2 separate regions of the Mus musculus genome follow, and region 2 is linked to region 1. A link is a contact called in public Hi-C data. All regions are on one chromosome and are shown on one strand. The core of a region is the stretch at or near the end of the contact, and the rest is flanking DNA. Distances in the headings are between cores, read along the strand shown. Region 1 overlaps 5730522E02Rik (RIKEN cDNA 5730522E02 gene). Region 2 overlaps Vrk2 (vaccinia related kinase 2).

Region 1 (6,217 bases), core at 1,029-3,528:
CTATGAATATGAACTAACTTACAACATACCAGTTCTCTTGTAAAAGATAAAGGGGCAGAGGTATGTGTGCTTTATAATCCTGCCATGTAAGGGCACACACACACACACACACACACACACACCACATACACACACTACACACACACATACACACATTACACATCACATTTGTGCCAGTATGGCTCTTGTCAATAGTCACACACTGTTGGTTGCTGTTTCTCTGTAGTGAGTGCCCTTATTCACACGCAGTTAGTTGTCTCCCTGTAGTGAGAACCCTTTGCTATGCCCTATCACACACATGCACACACACATACACCACACAAGCATGTACACACGTGTATACACACACACACACACATACTCTACAAAAACCAGCATTCATTTAACAAAAATCTTGCTGTACAACTCAGCCACTGGTTCCAGTGTAGGTCCTTATACTACTCTTAAGAGTTCTTTAGAACTTGCCAGTCTTACCTGATTGCCCAGGAAATTAAAGTGCTATGGGTCTTGGGTCTACTTCCTTAAGATACTAGTCACAATTTAAATTGTAACAAAATTTGCCTTTTATCTTTCCAGTCTACATAGAAAACTCTCAGTCTGATGCTCTCTATGGATTGGGAGTGGTTATCACCACTGGAATTCTATACTACTTGGAAACAATCCAGCAGTCAAATGATTTAATTCCAACATTCCCTAAAATATAACATAATTGGTGTCGTGTATCCAAACGAATCACTGTGACGAAAATTCCCAATGCCCTTTCCCTATAAAACATGTTATAAAATAAACAATCCAAATGTTACATCACCTACCATCCTAACTCCTAGAAAATGATTCACCTTTTCACTCCAAGATGCACTCTGGTTCCCATACATAAGCATACATACATTTTACTGAAAGCTGCACAACTCATTTCCCTCTTAGAATCCCAGGTCAAGTATTCTCCGTTGTGACTGAATGCTCTTTAAAAACACATCTTTCAATAAATAAAGATTTTTTTTTTGTCAAAGAAGTATTACCATAATTTTGTTTTCAGAAAAGAGGTTTTTAATCCTCTGATACAAAAATAAAGACGTGTAGGCCAGAGGATTGTTTTTGAAAGCTAGCATCTTTTGCATGAATGACATTACCCCTGATGCTCCACACCTCTTTCTTGACAATGAGCTGCAGGTCCTACTTGGAAGACAAAAAGTTTCTTTCATTCATATTTTCAAACTACAAGAGAACCTAACCAATCAAAAAGTACAGGAGTTATATCTGTGCTTATTCACACTTGAGGGACAGGCTTCCACTGAAGAAATGGTTCTCTGTCAAGAGAATTATTTATAAATCCCAAATTTTTCTTTCCGGAACTGCTCTCCAGGAGACTGAAGCAGTCCAGGAGCCAGGACCTTTTGTAGGCAGGTTTTGTAGCTAAATAAAAAATACATAGAAAACATCTCACAAAAATGGACCAAATCGATAAAGCAAATAAGTGCTTCTCTTCAGCACCCAGCAGGTAAGACTTATTTTCCCACCATTCGAAAGTAAATCAGCAATCTATCTTGAAAAATAAAAAGAATATTTCATCACAAATTGACTGCGTTTAATAAAATTCAAGCTCTCTTGCGCAGACAGAGAAAAATTGAAATCAATAGTCAAATTCCCCATCTCCTTTTCAATGAGAGAAACTAGCACATAACTTTATTGTTGCCCTACGAATTACCCCGTGGCTCTTTGGGTTGTGTCAAGAACCCTGCCAGTTTTTCACTGTTAAGGTAAGGATAGGAGACAAAGCTCGGAGAAGAAATCAACAAGCAACTGTCTCCTTTGGCAAACAGATGGATTGAAAAATAATAATTTCTTTGTTAAGAATGCAGTCAGGATGCCAGTCCTTGACATGCATTGTTGGGAAGCCTATTATCACTTTTTCTAATATCGGGTGATTCTTCTAAAATAGATTTTTGTTGCAATTTCTCTAAAACAGCATGATGCAATGCTGAATTGGTTAAAGAAAATAGGAAGGAAGGAAAGAGAGAATGGTAGAGAGGTTGCAGAGGAAGGAGGGAGGGGAATTTAATATGGTACTTTATCCACCATCATGGGGTGCTGTAACGTTAGCGCCATGATGGAAGCAGGGGTAAACACAAGCTGTGGATGACGTTTGCTGATTCCTCCCGTTCCACCATGCTGATGGGTCTGCCAGCTTCTTGAGGAGAAGGTATTCTGCCCCAGAAGGCCAGGGTTTCCTGGCCTTTGCTGCTGTTGGAAACTGTACTCGTGGAAAGGTCCGAGGGCAAAATCCGTGGCTCTTCGGTGCCCCCTTGTGTCCAACTTGGCACCAGCATGAACTACACCAAGTTACGCAGAAAGTGAGAGTGGGGATTTCTTCCCAGAAGAATACAGGGAGGGGTTGGGAAGAATTGACATGCTCTGCGTCTACATTCGTGAAAAGAGCCATTGTTGCTAGGCAAGGAGGGACTTCCATGCCTTTTATTTTTCTCATGGATCCTTGGATGCTCCCACCAGAATGCCTTGGGACATACCAGTGTAAATGGTTGCACCTAGATCCATCTCCACACTAGAAAAATCTCTTAGTACTGATAAATTATATTCTTACTATCAATATTTATAATTGGGGACGTAGTTAATGCCTTTTTGATAAGTCATTGCCTAGTACCAAATATCTTTAAAATGTCTTTTTTTTTAACACATTTTCACGACACAATTTTATTCTGCCTATCATTACTCTTTTTCTCTGCATGCAAAATGACTCTGGAAAATTGGGTCACCAATGGATGAAAGAATGGAACTATATTTATCAGCTCTATTCCTCCTCACCGACACACACCTCAAAGCATCAAAAGCCAGATGTACACGTGTGATACAGCTTGGAAAGTTTTCAAATTTGATGTTGGGTTGAGGGCAAAGGACAGTTTCGCCATAAATACCAATTTGCTTCTGATGGTTCTCTCTGCAGATGGTTGATCTGAAGCTCCAGAACTGAATGGCAGTTCTGTCTGCACAGATTACCTAGAAACCATCTACCCGTTCTCAACAGATTTATTCACACAGTTCCAAAGACATTCTATGTGGAGGAAATGGGCTTTCTTTGAAGGGGACAACTGGTAAAGATTCCAAACTTATAATGTATCAAATGATGGGAAGCAAAGGAGCCAGTGATAAACCAGAGAAATAAAAGGCAGAGTAAACAAGCAGCGGAGAGCACAAACACGTGAATGAGAACAGAAAGAGGAGAGAGGAAAAGAGACAGAGAGAGAAAGAAAGACAGAGACAGGGATATAGCAAGTCAGACCCTGGGTCATGGAAAGAGCATACTTTCTGTCCTGGATGGGCAAAGAGTACAGTTTGGGCTCCTGTTTTGCTTTTTTTTTTCCCCCTGGAAATAGCTAGAAATTCTCATAAAGGTGAAAATGTTCCACTTACAGCTAGCTGCCTTTCCAATCTTGTAACACAATGGGTCTCAGGGATGATGTGTGCTGACTGCAAAGGCCAGTCAGTGAAACATCCTCATTGTCAGTCCGACCCAGTCAACTCGAGTAGCTTTCTCAGTAGGTTGAGGAAGGAGACTCTTTGGTGGCCTGTGTGGGTGTATTATTAAATAGTACTTTCATTGAGCATCCTAACCAAGATGCCATGGGTTGAGGAAAATATAATGGGCTTTGGTTCTTCTTTCTCAGTCACACTTCTAACATATCTTGCAGCAGGTTGTTGCTTTGTGCCTTCATATGCCCTGCTATGCCAATAGTCTCATAACTCATTCTATTTACATCTGCATTTGGTATCAATAGTACATTTCATTGGTATATGTCTTGTTTGATCAGAATGGACTGTATTTTTGATTTTTGTACACGTTCTTTATCTATCTAATGACATATATATATATTTCTGAGGAAGAAGAGCTGTAAGGCTCATCCTATAATTGCAAAAGGATACTATCTTCTTGTCATTTGCCACAGTACTGCTCATCCCATGGTTTTTTACGTTCCACTGACAGGCCTGAGCTCAGAATACTTGGAAGCTAAGGTTGACATAAGTCATGTGTTTTTACCACTAAAACACAAGGTTTATAAGTGAGTTACATTCCTACACTTAGAAGTGAGAGGCTTCACAGTCATATACAGAGTACAAACAAGGTAGGCTGCAGCACATATCTTCATCTGTGAAGATGGAACACACAGTTGCAGAGACATTTGCCTCTTTGCTCTCAGGACCTAGGACTCAGGCCTGGCACCTTGATACATCCAAAGATAGCCACCAGAAGAATTAGACCATCTCTTCTTACAGAGGGTGCTTTTAGCCTGAGGTTTCCCTGGGCAATAGAAGGTGGCCTTTGGAAACCTAAAGCCTATGTGAAATGAGACAAGAAATCCTGACGAAAAAGCAAAATAAAATAAAACAAATAAAAAAATAAAATGCTTGCTTTGTGCTTTCATATGCCCTGCCATCCCAATAGTCTCATAACTTATTCTATTATTTTACCTGACCTTTAATATAAAGCATCTTTTGAAAGGCTAAAGATTATCATTTTAATGGTCATCTTACCTAAACTACCAATCCCAATGCAAATATTATTACTTCCTATATTACTATGTTTTCCTCCACACCAGGTACTATTGGTGGAATCATACTACACTTGTATAGTTTCTATCTGGTAATCTCTTCCAGTAAAACATAGGCTCCATGATAGCTTTGAACACTATGGTCTCCAGAGGAATAGATGCATAGCAAGTCCTCAGTGAATACTAGTAAAATGGCGGATGCATGAACTCTGAATACTTACAACTCTCCATATGTTACCTTATACCTTTACCACAATCATAATCCAGGTGTGGTAGTGCACATCAGTAATTTCATCAACAACACCAATACCAGCACTATAAGCTTCAACACCAGCACCCTAAATATCGATACTAGTACCAGCACCATCAACACCAGAACCAGCATCTTCTGTACTATAACACCAGTACCATTAGCACCATCAATATCACCAACACTATCATAGCAGCACCACCAGCACCAGTACCAGCAGCACGGCCAACACCATCAGCAGCACCAGCAGCAGCAGCACCAGCACTCTCAGTACCAGTAGCATCAGCAGCACCCCCAGCACCATCATCACTATACATGAAAGAACTAGAGAACCTCTGCTTCAACTAATAGTATTTTGCTTACTTATGTATGCATCTGAATACTTTGACGTATGCTTCCTGTACTCTAACAGGAATCCAAGCCACCTAGGGAGGTAGTTAAAAGTCAGATCACTGGGTTCCACCTTTATCTACAGTTTCTGACTCAGTAAGTGTCTAAGAATCTGCATTTCTAACAATCTTCCAGATGATGTTGGTGCTGTTGATTTACAGACCACACTAAACATCACTTTTTTCTCTAAATCTTGCAGTCGTGGTTGTTTAGCATGTTAAGCAGGGATGGTTGTTAAGTGTTTTTGAGAAATTAAAACACAGACATGTTATAGAATGTAATGTAAACTTTCGATGCATTTTTAAAACAGAAAGTGATGGCTTGCTGGCTGTGGTTGATTCATTATGCACTAAGGGTTGCAATCTCATTAAAGAGGCCTTGAGTGCAACTGGGTGAAGAGGCCTGACAGAGACCATGTACGGGTTGGAATGGAGTCTCACATTCACTACTTGTTGTACAGTGCAGTGAATTTCTCTTTAGGACACTGAGAGGAAATACTGAGAACTGATCCAAAATGGGAAGACCCTCCATTTGGCCAGCAACAGCTTTAAGATGGTCAGAGGAAGCACAGTTCAACTTGGCAGTTAGTGGCAGACTTCCAGGGCGCTTTCTTGCCAGAACTCACCACAGAGAGGGATAGTAATGCCATGCCATCTGTTATCTGGGTCAGCCATCTGGGTGGCCTATTACTTTTAAATTGTCCTCTTGGGACTTGAGTCTCATTTTTCTCCTTCACCTCCAAAAAGAAGGGAATTGAGCCATGAGTTCTGGTTTAAGGAATCCAGTTCTGCTTTATCCTTGTAATACTAGCACTCCCAAGACTATGACAGGACAAAGGGAAACCTAAACTAATCTGGGTTACATATGAAGCTGAAGGCCAACCTGGTTCATATGAGATCCCATTTCAAGTGCTATTAATATTTAAAAGTTATTTAATGTGTTTCTTTAAAAAACAAACAAACAAACAAACAAACAAAAAACCCAAAACATGTCCTACATAGCTCATATCTCTGCT
Region 2 (6,217 bases), core at 2,567-5,066, 630 kb after region 1:
AGTCCTTTGCAAACTTGAAGGAAAAAAAAAATGATTGTAACAGTGTATGCTACATGCCCAAATCAGGTGATTTTCTTATCTAAAAAGTTTTGTTTGCTGATCGGTATAATGTGACCCAGGTGTAAACAGCATTTAGGCATGTAATGATTAAGTTCTTCAAATATATTGACTCAAAATAGTCTTTTTAGAGGTTGATTTTTATCTCTGTTCAAAAATATCTTAATCCTAAAAATACCAGTTGCTATTGAATAACCTGTGAATGATTCTCAAAATATAAAAGTAAAACTCTAAAAAACAAAGAACCCATAAGAGCTGGGCAGTTCCTGGAGCACCACCGTTTTGGTTCTAAAGTCAAAGATGACTTAAACATCGTTTTTAGCAAACTCTCTGTGATCCCGAAGCTTTAAGTGTCTGGGAATGGGAGTGGGTAATGGTGAACACCCACAGAGCAGCTACCGTGAAGACTCATGGATCAAGAAAGGTTTTATGGTCCAACTTACTGCAACTGCTTCCAGAAGGAGCCCACTTAAGCACCGACTCTGGGAGTTCATCCAGCAGGCTAAACAGAAAACAGACAGCACATGGTGAGTGTCTTCAGCCCAGGCTCCCTGTTTCAGGTAGAACATAAAACTCTGATTCTGTGTTGATAGGACACAATTGTGCCCTTTTTGTACCCAACTGTAGTGGATAGGAGGATTAGCAAAGTGGGAGAGGGCATTCCTTAGTTCTTATTGGTCAGTTTTACAGTTGTAACTACCTAGAGGCCTTAACTCAAATTGTACACAATTGAGGACTGTAGAATGTTTGCTATGATGTTTCCTAAAGAAGAATAGAAAATACATAAAAAGCTAGGTGTAGTTGGGGAAATCTTTTATTCCTCTTATATTTAAAGGTGTGTGGGTCTCTGTGGATGCTATGGCAGGCAGCAAAAGTGATGAGAATGGAAACTTGGTTCAGACTGACTTTTTCAACCTGGATCAAAACTTCAAAGAGTCTGCCAGGGATATATTGTCAGCACATCTAAACATAGTAGAATTTGGGGAAAAGCTTTCTAGGCAATGATCATTTCAACTCTAGGTGCAGAGTAAATCTCAGGGTGGGACTACCTAGAAACTCTTTGAAAAGTATATGTGAATCTGAAGGTGGGGTGTATAGCTAAAAGGACTAGAATCTTGTATCTTCTCTGAGATAACATTGACATCAGTATGCCATAAAATTCATGTGACATCCCCTAAGGATTCTACCAACTGGGAACCAACAGATCAAGGTCTAGGGAGAGAGAGCCTGGGATAAATATTCTGCGGCCTTTGGGGGAGGTTTGCTTCCCCCAGGAAATGTCAGCAATGTAAGCAAATGTTAGCAGGTTTCTGGGTGGGAAAATAGACATTTGATTTCCTCCACAGAGGAGAGGCCACTCTGTCTCATCATTTCTGGTCTCCCTAGTGAACTGTGGGCACGAATGCCTTGGTGTCTCTGTGGAGTCATTTTCCTGATGTATCGATTACTGAAAAGGGGTGATTTTTAGTTCTCGGTGTGCATTTGCCCTGTCCAGGCAAGAGTTTATATAACCAAATGGTTAAATAAGTTAAGAAGAAATATCAATACAACAAACACCTGGTAAATGCTTTCCAGTTGGGGCTAAATATCACTTTCTTAATTTACTGTAGCAAAAATATATAAAGCCTCAACTAAAATTATAAATAAAGTGAATGATTCACAGAGAAACACAAGTGGAAAAGCACATGGTGATCTTAAGTGACTCATGACAGCAGAAACAGAGGGACACAGAGCTGTGGCCAAACCTGCCATCCTGCCTCACATTATACCTTCACAGGCGAAGAAAGGAGCACTTATTACATAGGAAATCGAAAGATTTTTAAATTTTGATACATAATATATTAGTATTTGGATTTGTATTGTTAATCAAATAAAGATGAAGACAATATATGTAAAGTCAAGATAATATTTCACTTATTAAAACCCTATTTTATGTAGTACCCTTTTACTATACATGAATACATGTGGACATATTATTCACTAGTTAATAAAATGTTATCCTCTATATACATGCTGATACAAGACTAAAACAAACCATTTATTAGTCTTATAAAAGAAAGCCTGCCAGGGATTGTTAGGTTAAAATCCTGGCCTTTAACTAAAGTACACTACGTAAATTAGCTAAGCTGAGCTCACAAAGTGTATACAAGAACTGCTTATAGGAGTGTTGATGTCCATGCATTCACTGTGCTGCAGTGTGGAGGGTGCCAGTTATAAGAGGACGGAAATGAACAGAACTCGTCAGAGTCTCAACTTGCACAAATGTGTCAGGGACTAGGGTGTTCAAGATTTCAAGCACAAGAACTGTACATGTCAGTTTGTAGAGATCTGTCATTTCTAGCCTTTAGTCCAAACCTTCTGTCTTGGGCACAGATCCTACAGTGAATCTAAGTGTGGTGGCTGCATCTCTAATCCAAGCACTTGCGAGGCTGAGAAGGGAATCATGAGGTTGAAGCCATCATGGGCTACAGAGTAAGACCCAGTCCAAAACAACATTTACATCTGAAGATTGACTTATCTGGCTGAGCTGCCCTTGGTGTCTATTTTTATTATATGTTTTCCTAAAACTCCAGTGCACAGCAATCTCTCCATAGATAACTATTTCAGTTTACCTTAGAATGTGAGGAAAAGCTGCCCACTCTGTACCTTGGACCAGCTGACCAGTGAGAGACTTGTAAAACGCACTTTGTTCTAAAACTGACCTCCTTGTGCTAACAGCATCAAGGTAATAAACTTTGAATGTAGTCTATATTTGTAAGATTTATGTGGCTGCAAGTATGTTTCATATAAACAGCTCATGTAAAAGTTTTCTTTGTTTCTACTTCAAAAAAGAAAAAAGATATGCTTTTGGAGACAGGAGTATGAGGTATGCTGTTCTCCCCTGAGAAACACAAGCCCCCTCTCCCACCTCACCCTGCTCCTCTGCACAGTAGATACCGATCACACCAAAACCAGACTGCTTCCATACCCAGGCCCACACTAATTTACAAACAGTCCATCTTGTACACACCACCATAGGATCTAAGTGCCAGAAAACAGCTTGTCTGGAAACTGATGTTTTATTTTACATCTGCACTGTAAAATTATCAAGTACAGATATTTTTATGTCTTCGTGATTCTGGTTTTTAAAAAGTATTTTTCAAGCTGACGACATTAGTTTATTTTCACTGGTGCCAAGGGGCCATTCTCTCTGTCTTTTCTAGTCCCTGCTGTCGGTCCTACTGCATAAAGGGGCAGGGGGTTGGAGAATACCTACTTGGTTTTAGCAGTCTGGACAGCCACAGGGTCGTCCAGCTTTGCTTCCCAAGGAAGCTTCCCGAAGAGCCAGTGCAGCATGCAGTAACCAAGGATTTCAACATCACTCCTCCTGGACGGGGCTGCAGAAAGGGGAGGATGAGAAAGCTCGTGAGAAATAGAGAAATCTTTGAGTGAGCTCCCATTGACGAAATATGCAAAGGCCAAATGGGTAGAGCGTCATGTTTACTCAGCTGGAGTAACATTAACTGTCTGGGTCTCTGGCCTCGGTCCACAGACAGGCAGCGACTGGCTGCTGAAGTAAGGGTCAGTTTCTTCACCTCCTCCAACTTCATCTTTCCTTAGTCTAGCCTGTCATATGAACTTGATCCCATGGCCTCTGACATGATCCAGACAACCCATAACCCGGCACCAACACTTTCTCAAAGAGCCAAGCAGTAAAACAAAGAAATAAATGTCTGCAGCTAAATTGCTAACACATGTTCAAGGAAGTCCATGGGGTTTGCCGCGGTCACGCAGAGACCCTCTGAGTGCAGACTAAACACTGAAGGTCTTTCCTATTCTGTCACACCAGTGGTTGCACTTGAAGCCAGAAGAATATGACAAAACTGCCATCTAGTGTGCAGTCTTTAAAACCAGGCCCAAGAAGATGCAGTTCTGTGGAAGAACCACAACCATGGGCACACAGCTCCCAAGTGCTTCCCATATCTTCAGATACGAGAAGCTCTGCACAAAACTACTAGTCTTAAATCTGAAAGCCAGAGGTGAGGCAAGCATGAGGGGAATGTGGTCCAGAGGTATGGTGGAGAAGGAAGTTCTGAAGTAAAATAGAGACTTATTGTAAGATGGCTTTTATTAAAACATAGTAAAAGAACATGATCAGATCCCAGTAAATATCATAATTAACAAACTCTTAAATACTGTGGACTAATTTCATCTCATTTTGACATATTTTTTTTTCTCAAGTACCTTATATCAAAAGGCAGTGAGAACTAAGACTTGTTAAATTCAACTGACGCTTGGTAATAAGTCATTGAATTAATGACTAACACGCCTATAAAATAAAGTCATTTTATCAGCATTCCAAGCTGTTATAAAAACAATAAGGTGGTATTTATATTTATTCTACTACTTGAATGTTCATCTGTGCAGGGATATATAATATCCTGAGCAATATGTGGCTGTTAAAGCTGTTGTAAACAGGTATTCCATTTCATTGTCCTTAATGAAGTAAACTCTAAAAAGTCACTGAGTGAACTAGGTCTTTAATTTATAGAAGCATCTACTAAGAACAATTGTGCCACCACATGTGTAGCTACTCTAGGTCACCATACATAGTTTTAAAGGTGCTATATGTTGTAGCTACTCTGATTGTTATAAAAGCACAGCATATGGTTACCCTTACACATTCTCATCTTAACTGCTATTTGAGTACTGAGTTATTAAAGGACCTTCAATCCAGTAGAAGGCCAGGCCCATGGGTGCTGTATGTTTTGTGGTTGGACTTCAATATTTCTTAATGCAGGATTTGGCTCTAGTATTAAAATAGAAACACAATCTCTACCATGCTGTTATGCAATGATTTCTTCTGTGAAAAAATCTCCCATTAATAGAATGGCTCCATTTGTACAGATGTGTGCACAAGTTCTTTTTCTATTACAGGAATTCCTAATCACAACCTTTACTGCTCAAAAAGGATATTCTGACACACGTTTGCGAGATACTGGCTACACACAAGAGGAGAGAAAAACAAACCAATGTGAATGAATGAATGTGGAATGAAACTTCCCAGGAACTCTAGCTACCTCCAGCTGAGGGACACAGCTGAAATCAATATTTCATAAACTGGTCTTCATGTAAAATAGGCCTTTGAGAGCCAAGTTCACTTCACTATTATAGTTCAGTCTTATCTAATTAAATATATTATCAAATTTTCAGTCTTTCACTATATATGCTCCGTTAATGAGTATGGTAAGCAAGCATTTTAAAAAAATTTTATTAGATATTTTCTTTATTTACATTTCAAATGTTATCTCCTTTCCTAGTTTCCTCTCCAAAAGTACCCTATACTCTCCCCCTACCCTGCTTCCCAACCCACCCACTCCTGCTTCCTGGCCCTGGCACTCCCTTCTACTGGGGCATATAATTTTTGTAAGACCAAGGGTCTCTCCTCACATTGATGACCAACTAGGCCATCCTCTGCTACATATGCAGCTAGAGACACAAGCTCTGAGGGGTACTGGTTAGTTCATATTGTTGTTCCTCCTATAGGGCTGCAGACCCCTTTAGCTCCTTGGGTCCTTTCTCTAGCTCCTTCATTGGGGGTAAGCAAATATTTTACCAGTGCTCTCCGTGCTACAGAAACCTTTATAATGTTACACGGAATGGTCATGTGTTCCTAGCCTAAGAAGCATGTCAAAGAGAGACAAAACCTCCTGACCTGTTCTAGGGAAATTAAATTCTTTCATGTCCACAATCTAGCTACTGCACAGAGAATAAGTATAATGCTTGTTAACTCAAAAAACATTAGTTGAGTATTAGAAATCTCTGGGAACAATAAGGTTGACTCAGCGGTAGAACACATGCCTTATAGGTACAAAGATTCTTAGTTTCGCACCCAGCACAGAATAACCATTTGAAAAATTTTAGAGATAGGCTTGGTGGTTAAGACTGCCTGTTACTCTAGCAGAGGACCCAGATTTGGTTCCCAGCATCTATATGGGGGCTCACAAACATCTGTTCCAGGAGGTATAACACCGACTTCTGGCATCTGCAGGCACCAGATACACACAATGCATATACATGCCTGTAGATAAAAAATGCATACAAATGAAATAAGCATAATTTATTTGAAATTGAAAATCTTTTAAATCTTAAAGCTACTTGTTTCATTGTAAACTTGCCC

What was found. A called contact is a pair of places that touch in the nucleus more often than the background predicts.
Region 2: a contact with region 1 is called in a Hi-C map of cortical neurons, with 4 times the contacts expected there. The contact joins two enhancer-like sites. A contact is called at or near these places in 5 of 484 Hi-C or Micro-C datasets (the HPC-7 cell line, cerebral cortex, cochlea and 2 more).

Annotation. Positions count from the first base shown.
Region 1 is chr11:25,860,678-25,866,894 of GRCm38.p6, forward strand. The region is part of intron 2 of 5730522E02Rik (RIKEN cDNA 5730522E02 gene); the gene reads right to left. Among named protein-coding and RNA genes, the nearest start is that of Gm51856, 80 kb to the left of the region's middle. Within about 2 kb of position 2,279, at least 18 of the 459 cell types and tissues checked have an H3K27ac peak or open chromatin away from gene starts, as enhancers often do. A contact at or near this core is called in cortical neurons, where this site is marked.
Region 2 is chr11:26,486,460-26,492,676 of GRCm38.p6, forward strand. It overlaps Vrk2 (vaccinia related kinase 2), which reads right to left. Exons shown (of 13, transcript NM_027260.3): 9 at 3,314-3,434; 10 at 501-559. Among named protein-coding and RNA genes, the nearest start is that of Fancl, 100 kb to the left of the region's middle. RefSeq lists an enhancer at 2,629-5,274. Within about 2 kb of position 3,817, at least 52 of the 459 cell types and tissues checked have an H3K27ac peak or open chromatin away from gene starts, as enhancers often do. A contact at or near this core is called in cortical neurons, where this site is marked.